Linked DNA regions of Mus musculus: region 2 is linked to region 1. The links are chromatin contacts, called in public HiChIP or PLAC-seq maps. All regions are on one chromosome and are shown on one strand. The core of a region is the stretch at or near the end of the contact, and the rest is flanking DNA. Distances in the headings are between cores, read along the strand shown. Region 1 holds the start of C1ql1 (complement component 1, q subcomponent-like 1). Region 2 overlaps Nmt1 (N-myristoyltransferase 1).

Region 1 (3,840 bases), core at 638-3,137:
GCCCTTTCTCCTATCCCCAAACTTTGCAGATACCCAAGCAGGGTAGTGCTGCAGTGGGAGGGGTTCCGAGAAGATCTGGAGTCTCAATTGTAGGGGATTCCTTCCAGCTTCCACTTGCCTACCCTCAATTTTGACCCTGGCCTCAGCTAAAAGAAGGTTCAGTCTGACCACGCCCCCGGGGTGGGGCCCCTGTAACCCAGAGGTGAGAGCGCAGGGAGCTGAGAACCCAGGGTGGGTGGTTCCAAGGACACCGCTGTGCATCCGTGTCTCAGACACGTGCACACCAGCTCCCTATTTTCTAGGATACTGGAGGAGCTGTACCTGGAGACTTTAAGGAGGGGAGTTTCCATCACTCCGCCCCGCCTCTAGAGGAAACTTTTTCCCGGGAGGCGCAGGATAGCTCTGTTACTCTGGGAAAAGGTGGAGCATTCCAGGGGGGTTGCAAAGGGTGTTCGTTCAGCTCGATGGTCCCTTCTCTAGGGCCAGGGATGTACTGCAGTTAAGGCTATTGGGCAACGAACTCCCTCTGCCTTTGTGCGCAAAACATTTCCTGCAGCCCTCCTCCTTCTTCTCCTGAGCGCACAGCCACTCGTCTTAGCGCCCTCCGGCGCGGAGACTGCTTCTCCTTATCCTTGCCCTAGAGCATCCTTGCTGTTCCCTTAAAGCCAGTCGGCGTCAGCTTGAATCTTAGCTCTCAAGAGAAATCAGCCTGAATCAGTCTCCCACGGGCCAAACCCCTACGGACCAGTTCGTGCGCCCTAGAGCCCTGTGATCTGACTAGTTGGATTTATCTTTACGCATTTCCACTCCGCGGGTGCCCTGTAGCCTCTCCCTTAAGAGCTCAAGCCCAAGGGTTGAAGACTCAGGGGTGCCCGCTAATTACAACCATTCTTCACATGATAGTTAAGGGGGCCGCTTTAGGGTCTCCACCTACGCCTGCCCGGTGTGCCTGTCGACTCTGATCCAATACGCATTCTCCTGGGGGCTCCCTGGGAGCCCTGCCCCCAGGTCAGCCCCACGCCCCCTCATGGCCCACCTGGCCGTTCTTGCAGAGGTCTGCCCACATACTGGTGCCGTCGCCGCCGCGCATGAGGACGTGGTAGGTGAAAAAGTAGGTGCCAGGAATGTTGCATGTAAACTTGCCGCTGGCCGCATCGTAGTTGTTGCCTAGGTTGGTGACCACGTCGTCAAACTTGAGCACCTCGTAACCCTCATGAGGGTTCTTGAGGCCGGCGTAGAAGGCCACGCGTGGCACCGTGGTATAGGTGGCCGTGCTGATGGCGCCGCTGCCTCCCGAACCCGGCAGGCCAGGAGGACCAGGCTTGCCTGGTTCACCCTTCTCCCCAGGCGGCCCCACAGGACCTGGAGGGCCCCGGTCTCCTGGAGGCCCCGGAGGGCCCGGCTTGCCCGTGCGGCCCGGCTTCCCCTGGGGGCCCTGCACCAGCGTGGAGGGCGGAGGCGCACCGCTCTGCTCGCTCAGAGCGTCGCCGCCGTCGGACCGCGCGCCGGCGCCGGGGCCCCGCGCGGGATAGGGGTCGCACACCATGCGGCAGGTGCCCAGCATCTCATAGTGGCCGTCCGGGCCGCCGGAGCTCACCAGCACCGGGATGAGCACCACCAGCACGAGCAGCATCACCACGCCCGCGGCGGCAGCCAGCAGGGTCTTCCGGCCGGCGCGGAGCCTTGGGAGAGCCGGGCCACCCGGCCGCGCCGTCGGGGCAATGATGCCGGCGGGTAAGGGGCGCGGGCGCGACGCCCGCGCTCAAGGGCGGTCCGGCGGGGCTGCGGGCATGGGGCCGGGGCCCGGGCGCCGCGCTGCGCTGCTTGCGCTGCGGAGCCCAGCAGCCGGCTCCGGCCTCGTGCTTCCCTCCCGCTGCGCTGCCCGACTGAACGCGGCCTCCCGCCTAGCGCCTAGCTCCTCCCGCCTTCCCTGGCTGGGGCCACTGCCTCCTCCGTTGGGCCCCGCCCACCCGCTCCGCGGGGCTCGGAGAGGGCGAGGGGTGGGGCTGCGGGCGGGGCAGGCGCCTAATTGGGCCGCGGAAGCCTCAAGGTGGGAGGGGCAGGGAGGGGCGGGGCTATGAGAGTGGTGGGCATCACGGAGGGAGCTGGAGATTGAGGCTCAGAATGGGGAAGGGGCTAGAGTCAGGAATGAGTAGGACCAAAGGGCAAGCGGAAGGAGGAGCCACAAGGAGAGGCAGAGAGCTCAGCGTGGCATTGAGATAGATGTTCCGTGGGTCAGTTCCGAGGAAAATCGTGACAGAGGGGCAAAGGACCACCACCTGCAGGAGGTCGAAGGATGCAACATTGCCCCCTGTCTGCAGGGGACAAAGAGATGTTGCAGGGGGTGGAGGGTTACAGAGTGAGGAACAAGAGAGTAGAACAAGAAAGAGGATGAGGGCTAAAGCCTGGAAGGAATACTGGGGAGGGGCGTTCCATAGGCACCCAGGCCTAGCATCCAGATAACCCGTCTGGATCCTTTGCTTTTAGGGTGCCCAGAGGGAATCTCTGAATTCTAATAGCAGCCTGACTTTTTATCTGATTCTAACTACTTCAGGGGCATTCTCTCCCAGGTGGCAGCGTCTTCAGCCCCTTCTTTTCCACTGCCCCAGGGGATATCTTCTAGGCTGCCTCTACCTGTGGCCTCTTCCATGAGGCCTTTTCTGATCTGAGCTACTAGCTAGACAAGTGGGAAATACGGACCCTGAGAAAATGAAGTACCCCTCCCATGTCATCTCTTAGTGTTAACCAGTCCTAGGTGGTTCTGCGTTTTCTAGCACTCCCCAGAAAGAGGGGGGTTGATCTCTCCTAGCCCCTTAGGGGACCCCCCTAACTCTTACCCCATCACGTTCTTCTAGTGCAGGAAAATGTTTAGGTTGCATAAACTGAAATGTGTCTGCTTCCATCAACATATTTGTCATATTCTGTGAGTCCCAGCTCAAGCTGTGTTCCTCCTTCACCCTCCTTTATCCGAGGAGGAGGGCTGTGTCTTTCTGAGGCCTCTGGCCACGATAAACAACAACACTCCAGACTCATTCTTTTTGCCTGCAAGACTCCTCCCAGTTCACACTCCCACCGCCGACCTCCCACTGTCCATTTGATTCCCTGATTATCCCTACCTAAAACTGAGATGCCAGAATAACCAATGGTAGAAGTGGGGGTGGGCGGGACGCTGCCAGAGAGGACTTTCCAAATACTAACCCGGGTCAGCATGACATCCATCACCAAGGAGGAGGGAGCTAAGACAAACTGCGTTGGATGCTTTGTATGTATGGTCACATTTGATCTTTACATCAATCTAGATATAAAGCCCACCATTATCCTCGTTTTACAGATGGAGAACAGAGGCTCTGCGAACTTAAAAGAGATTTGCCCCCAAGTCACGAAAGTAAGATGTGGTGGAGATGGGATTCAAGCCTGCAGCCTTGCCCCTCGCTGTTTCAATCTCAACGCGACAGGGTCTCTGGGGCCTATTTATTGTCGAAAGTGCAAGGTGATGCGAGCATGCCTTAGGACCCCTACACTCCTCCAGGCAGACTCAGGCCGGGTAGCCCTCAGCTTTCAGCTGTCAGCGGCCTCCTGGTCCCTCGGGACAGTTTCTTAAACATGATTCCCTTTAGAAGGACAGGGCTAGTGAGTGACCGGAGGGGCACTTGCACGGTCATGGGTATGATCTATCCAGACCCCCAGCCTTCTAGACAAGCCCTCGAGCCCCTAGTCCCCTAGGCTGCTGGCGTTCGTTAGCTGCCCGAAGCTGTGGCTTGGCGGGCGGGGGAACAATCCACCAGTCTGCGGCGGCAGAGGAGGGGACGGAAGGCAGCCACCTCACCCCCGTGCTCGCCG
Region 2 (4,066 bases), core at 1,195-3,694, 100 kb after region 1:
CGCTCTAACACCAAAGGTAAGCTAGGTCAGAAAACACACGCTCTAACACCAAAGGTAAGCTAGGTCAGAAAACACATGCTCTAACACCAAAGGTAAGCTAGGTCAGAAAACACACGCTCTAACACCAAAGGTAAGCTAGGTCAGAAAACACATGCTCTAACACCAAAGGTAAGCTAGGTCAGAAAACACACGCTCTAACAAACACCAAAGGTAAGCTAGGTCAGAAAACACACGCTCTAACACCAAAGGTAAGCTAGGTCAGAAAACACATGCTCTAACACCAAAGGTAAGCTAGGTCAGAAAACACATGCTCTAACACCAAAGGTAAGCTAGGTCAGAAAACACACGCTCTAACACCAAAGGTAAGCTAGGTCAGAAAACACATGCTCTAACAAACACCAAAGGTAAGCTAGGTCAGAAAACACACGCTCTAACACCAAAGGTAAGCTAGGTCAGAAAACACACGCTCTAACACCAAAGGTAAGCTAGGTCAGAAAACACATGCTCTAACACCAAAGGTAAGCTAGGTCAGAAAACACACGCTCTAACACCAAAGGTAAGCTAGGTCAGGAAACACACGCTCTAACACCAAAGGTAAGCTAGGTCAGAAAACACACGCTCTAACACCAAAGGTAAGCTAGGTCAGAAAACACACGCTCTAACACCAAAGGTAAGCTAGGTCAGGTGGTTAGTGTTACTGTTCTCCTCAAGAAATAGTGCAACATTTGCAGTACTTTGTGGGTTAGGAGGGCAGAGCCAAGTCAAATACCAGGAAGTAAAAAGACAGCTGTGTCCAACAGCATTTGTCTATGGAGGTGAGAAGCGAACATAACAGGCGTTTCCTGACTTAAGTGGTCTGTGTCATTATGGGTAACCACTTATAAAGTGAAAATAGCCAGGTGTGGTGGCACGTGCCTTTGATCCCAGCATTCAGGCAGCAGAGGCATCTCTGAGTTTTGAGGCCAGCCTGGTCTGTAGAGTGAGTTCTAGGACATCCAGGGCTATTTATTACACAGTGAAACCCTGTCTCCAAAAACCAAATTAAGAGAAAGAAACTAAATCCAGGTGGGCCTGGCATATGCCTTTGTTAAACAAAATTTGTTGGGTGATCATGTGAGGCCAAGAGAAAAGACTCAGTGGTTAAGAACACTTGTTCTGGTGGAAGGACCGGGCGCAGTTCCCAGCACTAGGTGGTGGCTGGCAACCATCCATCCATAACTCCGGTCCCAGGGCTCTGACCCCTGCAGCTGACCTCCATGGGCACCAGACATGGGGCATATGCAGGCAAACACGTTTCTGTGACTGTGCCTGCTTGTGTTAGGTGTGTGTTTTCCCTCAGAGGCTAGCAGAGGGCACCGCACCGTGCACCACATCCCCTGGAGCCGGCCTTGCAGGTCAGTTATGAGCCAGCTGGCATGGGTGCTGGCAACTGAAGGGAACTGAAGAACAGCCCTGCTCTTAGCCACCGAGCTGTCTTCCAGTCACCATCCAAGTAGGGATCTAAGGCAGGTTCCTTGATGTTTCATCGCATGTTGGCACTCACAGTGAGTACAGCGTGCCCGTGTGAGGTCACGTGACACTGCCTGAACTACCTCAGATTCCGTACATATTTAATTTTCAGTTTGTGTTTGGTTTTACTATTGCTGAATTTTCCTGACACCCCCACACTTTGACTTACATACCCGAGGTTACAATTCAGTGTCAGAAGCTTCGGTCTGTGTGACTGTTATGTGACCTGAGCAAACCTTCAGCCTCTCTTCAGATCTATTCTGTCTAGCTGCCCTCTTTCCTTATCCTGTTGTGGAGAGGCTCTCTCTCCCCTCAGTCCCGTCCCACTAAGGCTCAGAACCTGCCTTCCACCTCACGAGTGCGAGGCTGTTCTACTGAGTGTGCCCCCTCCAACACAGAAGTTAAATGTCTGAGGACAATTGGAAGTTGCTTAAAAGTACTTGGAGGGCTACATACCTGTAATGCAGCATTGGGAAGCTGAGACAGGAGGAGTGCCATGAGCACAAGGCCAGCCTTAGCTACTTAGTATTCTCCTGTTTTTAAAAAAAAAAAAAAGATGGGCAGGGCTGGTGAGATGGCTCAGTGGGTAAAAGCACCGAATGCTCTTCCGAAGGTCCAGAGTTCAAATCCCAGCAACTACATGGTGGCTCACAACCATCCGTAACAAGATCTGACTCCCTCTTCTGGTGTGTCTGAAGACAGCTACAGTGTACTTACATATAATAATAAATAAATCTTTAAAAAAAAAAAAGATGGGCAAACCAAAATAAACAAAACCTATTAAGAGGGAGAGCTTGCGTGTCTGGCTTTCCTCTCCAGCCCCGTCTGGTTTCAGTTCCTGCCTTCATCTCGGCTTCCGAGCTCCCCACAGAGGAGGGTTGGGTGAGAGGGAGACTTCCCGGCTGCATCATGCAGGAGGGTGAGTCAACCCAAAGGCATCTGGAGGGCTCAGAGCTCTGATGCCCCGACCTGGCAGTTAGCTGGCCCACAGGCCTAGAGGCTGACGCTGGAAGGCTGAGAGACCCTGGCTGCTAGAGCAATCATCTGACTGAGGAGTGAGGCCAGTGCACTGTTGTTGGTCTTGACACAGAGGCAGGCTTATGCAACCTTACAGATCTCTAGTCAGGGAAGAGTGTCTGGGCTGGAACATGACGACACCCTACACCAACCAGGAGACCGGAAGCTAAATTAGCTGTGATGGGTGTTTGTCATTCAGGAGCCTGCCCGAGAGTTAAAGGATTTCCAAAGATGAGGCACCTTGGATCCTAGAGATTACTCTGAGGTTTTGCTGTGCGCTCGCCCTTACTAGGGACCAAAGACTGGAGAGAGATTGCAGTTACAGAGCGTAGAGTGTTCGTCAGCTGCAGGGCTCCTAGGGACCGGAGGAATTTACTCTGATATAATTGTTTCTTTCTGGGACAGGATCTGTGTTGCCCAGACTGGCCTTACACTCACTGTGCAGTGGAAGGTAACTTTGAAAGCTCTGGTCCCTCTGCCTCTCCTGAGTGTTGGAGTTAGAGGCTTGTACCACTCTGCTGGGTTATGTAGTACTAGGTATGACACACACAGGCAAAGCAGCCACTCTACCACCTGAACCTCCTCGATAGCCTTCCAGTGAGTGTGTTCAGTGAGCCCCTTCACGCACGCTGTGGGCAGACAATAGACTTGCTGTGCTCTTCTTCTAGGTGAAGTGGTAAACACCCATGGTCCAGTCGAACCTGACAAAGACAACATTCGCCAGGAGCCCTACACCCTGCCCCAGGGCTTCACCTGGGATGCCTTGGATCTGGGAGACCGTGGTGTGGTGAGTAGGCCTGGCTTGTGGGTGGGACAGGACTCTTAGGAGATGAGCCTCAGAGAGCTGAACAAACCCCATCCAGTACTTCCTGGGCATGCCCAGACTCTACAGTAAGAGCATGTCATAGGTGTAAGGGTGAAAGTTGACTTCTGAAGTTCCTATTGTGGAACCTTATTTTTTTTTCTTATTTTGTTTATTTATTTTGCTTGTCATTGGTTTTCTTTTATTTTGTTTTGTATTGGGGGCAAGTTGTCTCTCTCTTACGTAACTGGCTATCCTGGAACTCACTATGTAGACTAGGCTGGCCTCGAACACAGAGACCACCTGCCTCTCCCTCCTAAATGCTGGATTAGAGGCATTTGACACACTGCCTGGCTTCTTGTCCGTACCTTGCTTGACTTGTGACCTGGGCTGCTGAGGGTCCTGCCCTCCACGCCTTTCCTCAGTGGCGACCCAGCACCTTGTGCATTTTTAATAATGGTTCATGTCTTGAGAAAGCACTCTAAACAGTGAGCTTCAACCCCAGTAGCTGCCTCTTTATTGTTGTTATATTTACTAGTGATTTAAGGTGAGCTTGCATGTGGGTATGTGACTGTCCTATTCAGGACTTTTGTTACTGTAATAAAACACCGTGAACAAAAGCAACCTGGGGAGGAAAGGGTTTATTTCAGCTTACACGCCATGAGTAACAGGAAGTCAAGACAGAAACAGTCTACTCTTTTTTATTTATTTATCTTTATATATAATCTGTAAGTACAC

The links. HiChIP or PLAC-seq counts read pairs in DNA pulled down with a chosen protein or histone mark.
Region 2: an HNF4G HiChIP or PLAC-seq map of pancreatic cancer cells shows a contact between it and region 1. The contact joins the enhancer-like site here to the promoter of C1ql1 in region 1. A contact is called at or near these places in 4 of 39 promoter capture datasets (the C10 cell line, hematopoietic stem and progenitor cells, liver and 1 more), 2 of 484 Hi-C or Micro-C datasets (bone marrow-derived macrophages and muscle stem cells), 4 of 115 datasets of contacts at active chromatin or transcription factors (the 230-238 cell line, embryonic stem cells, microglia and 1 more) and 4 of 9 other capture datasets (adipose tissue, liver, macrophages and 1 more).

The regions. Positions count from the first base shown.
Region 1 is chr11:102,944,829-102,948,668 of GRCm38.p6, forward strand. It overlaps C1ql1 (complement component 1, q subcomponent-like 1), which reads right to left and starts at 1,888. Exons shown (of 2, transcript NM_011795.3): 1 at 1,037-1,888. The coding sequence starts at 1,633.
Region 2 is chr11:103,049,012-103,053,077 of GRCm38.p6, forward strand. It overlaps Nmt1 (N-myristoyltransferase 1), which reads left to right. Exons shown (of 12, transcript NM_008707.4): 4 at 3,195-3,313. Gm42090 (a long non-coding RNA gene) reads left to right here. Exons shown (of 2, transcript XR_003949775.1): 2 at 1-684. Among named protein-coding and RNA genes, the nearest start is that of Gm42090, 3.4 kb to the left of the region's middle. Within about 2 kb of position 2,445, at least 174 of the 459 cell types and tissues checked have an H3K27ac peak or open chromatin away from gene starts, as enhancers often do. A contact at or near this core is called in the 230-238 cell line, adipose tissue, bone marrow-derived macrophages and 6 more, where this site is marked.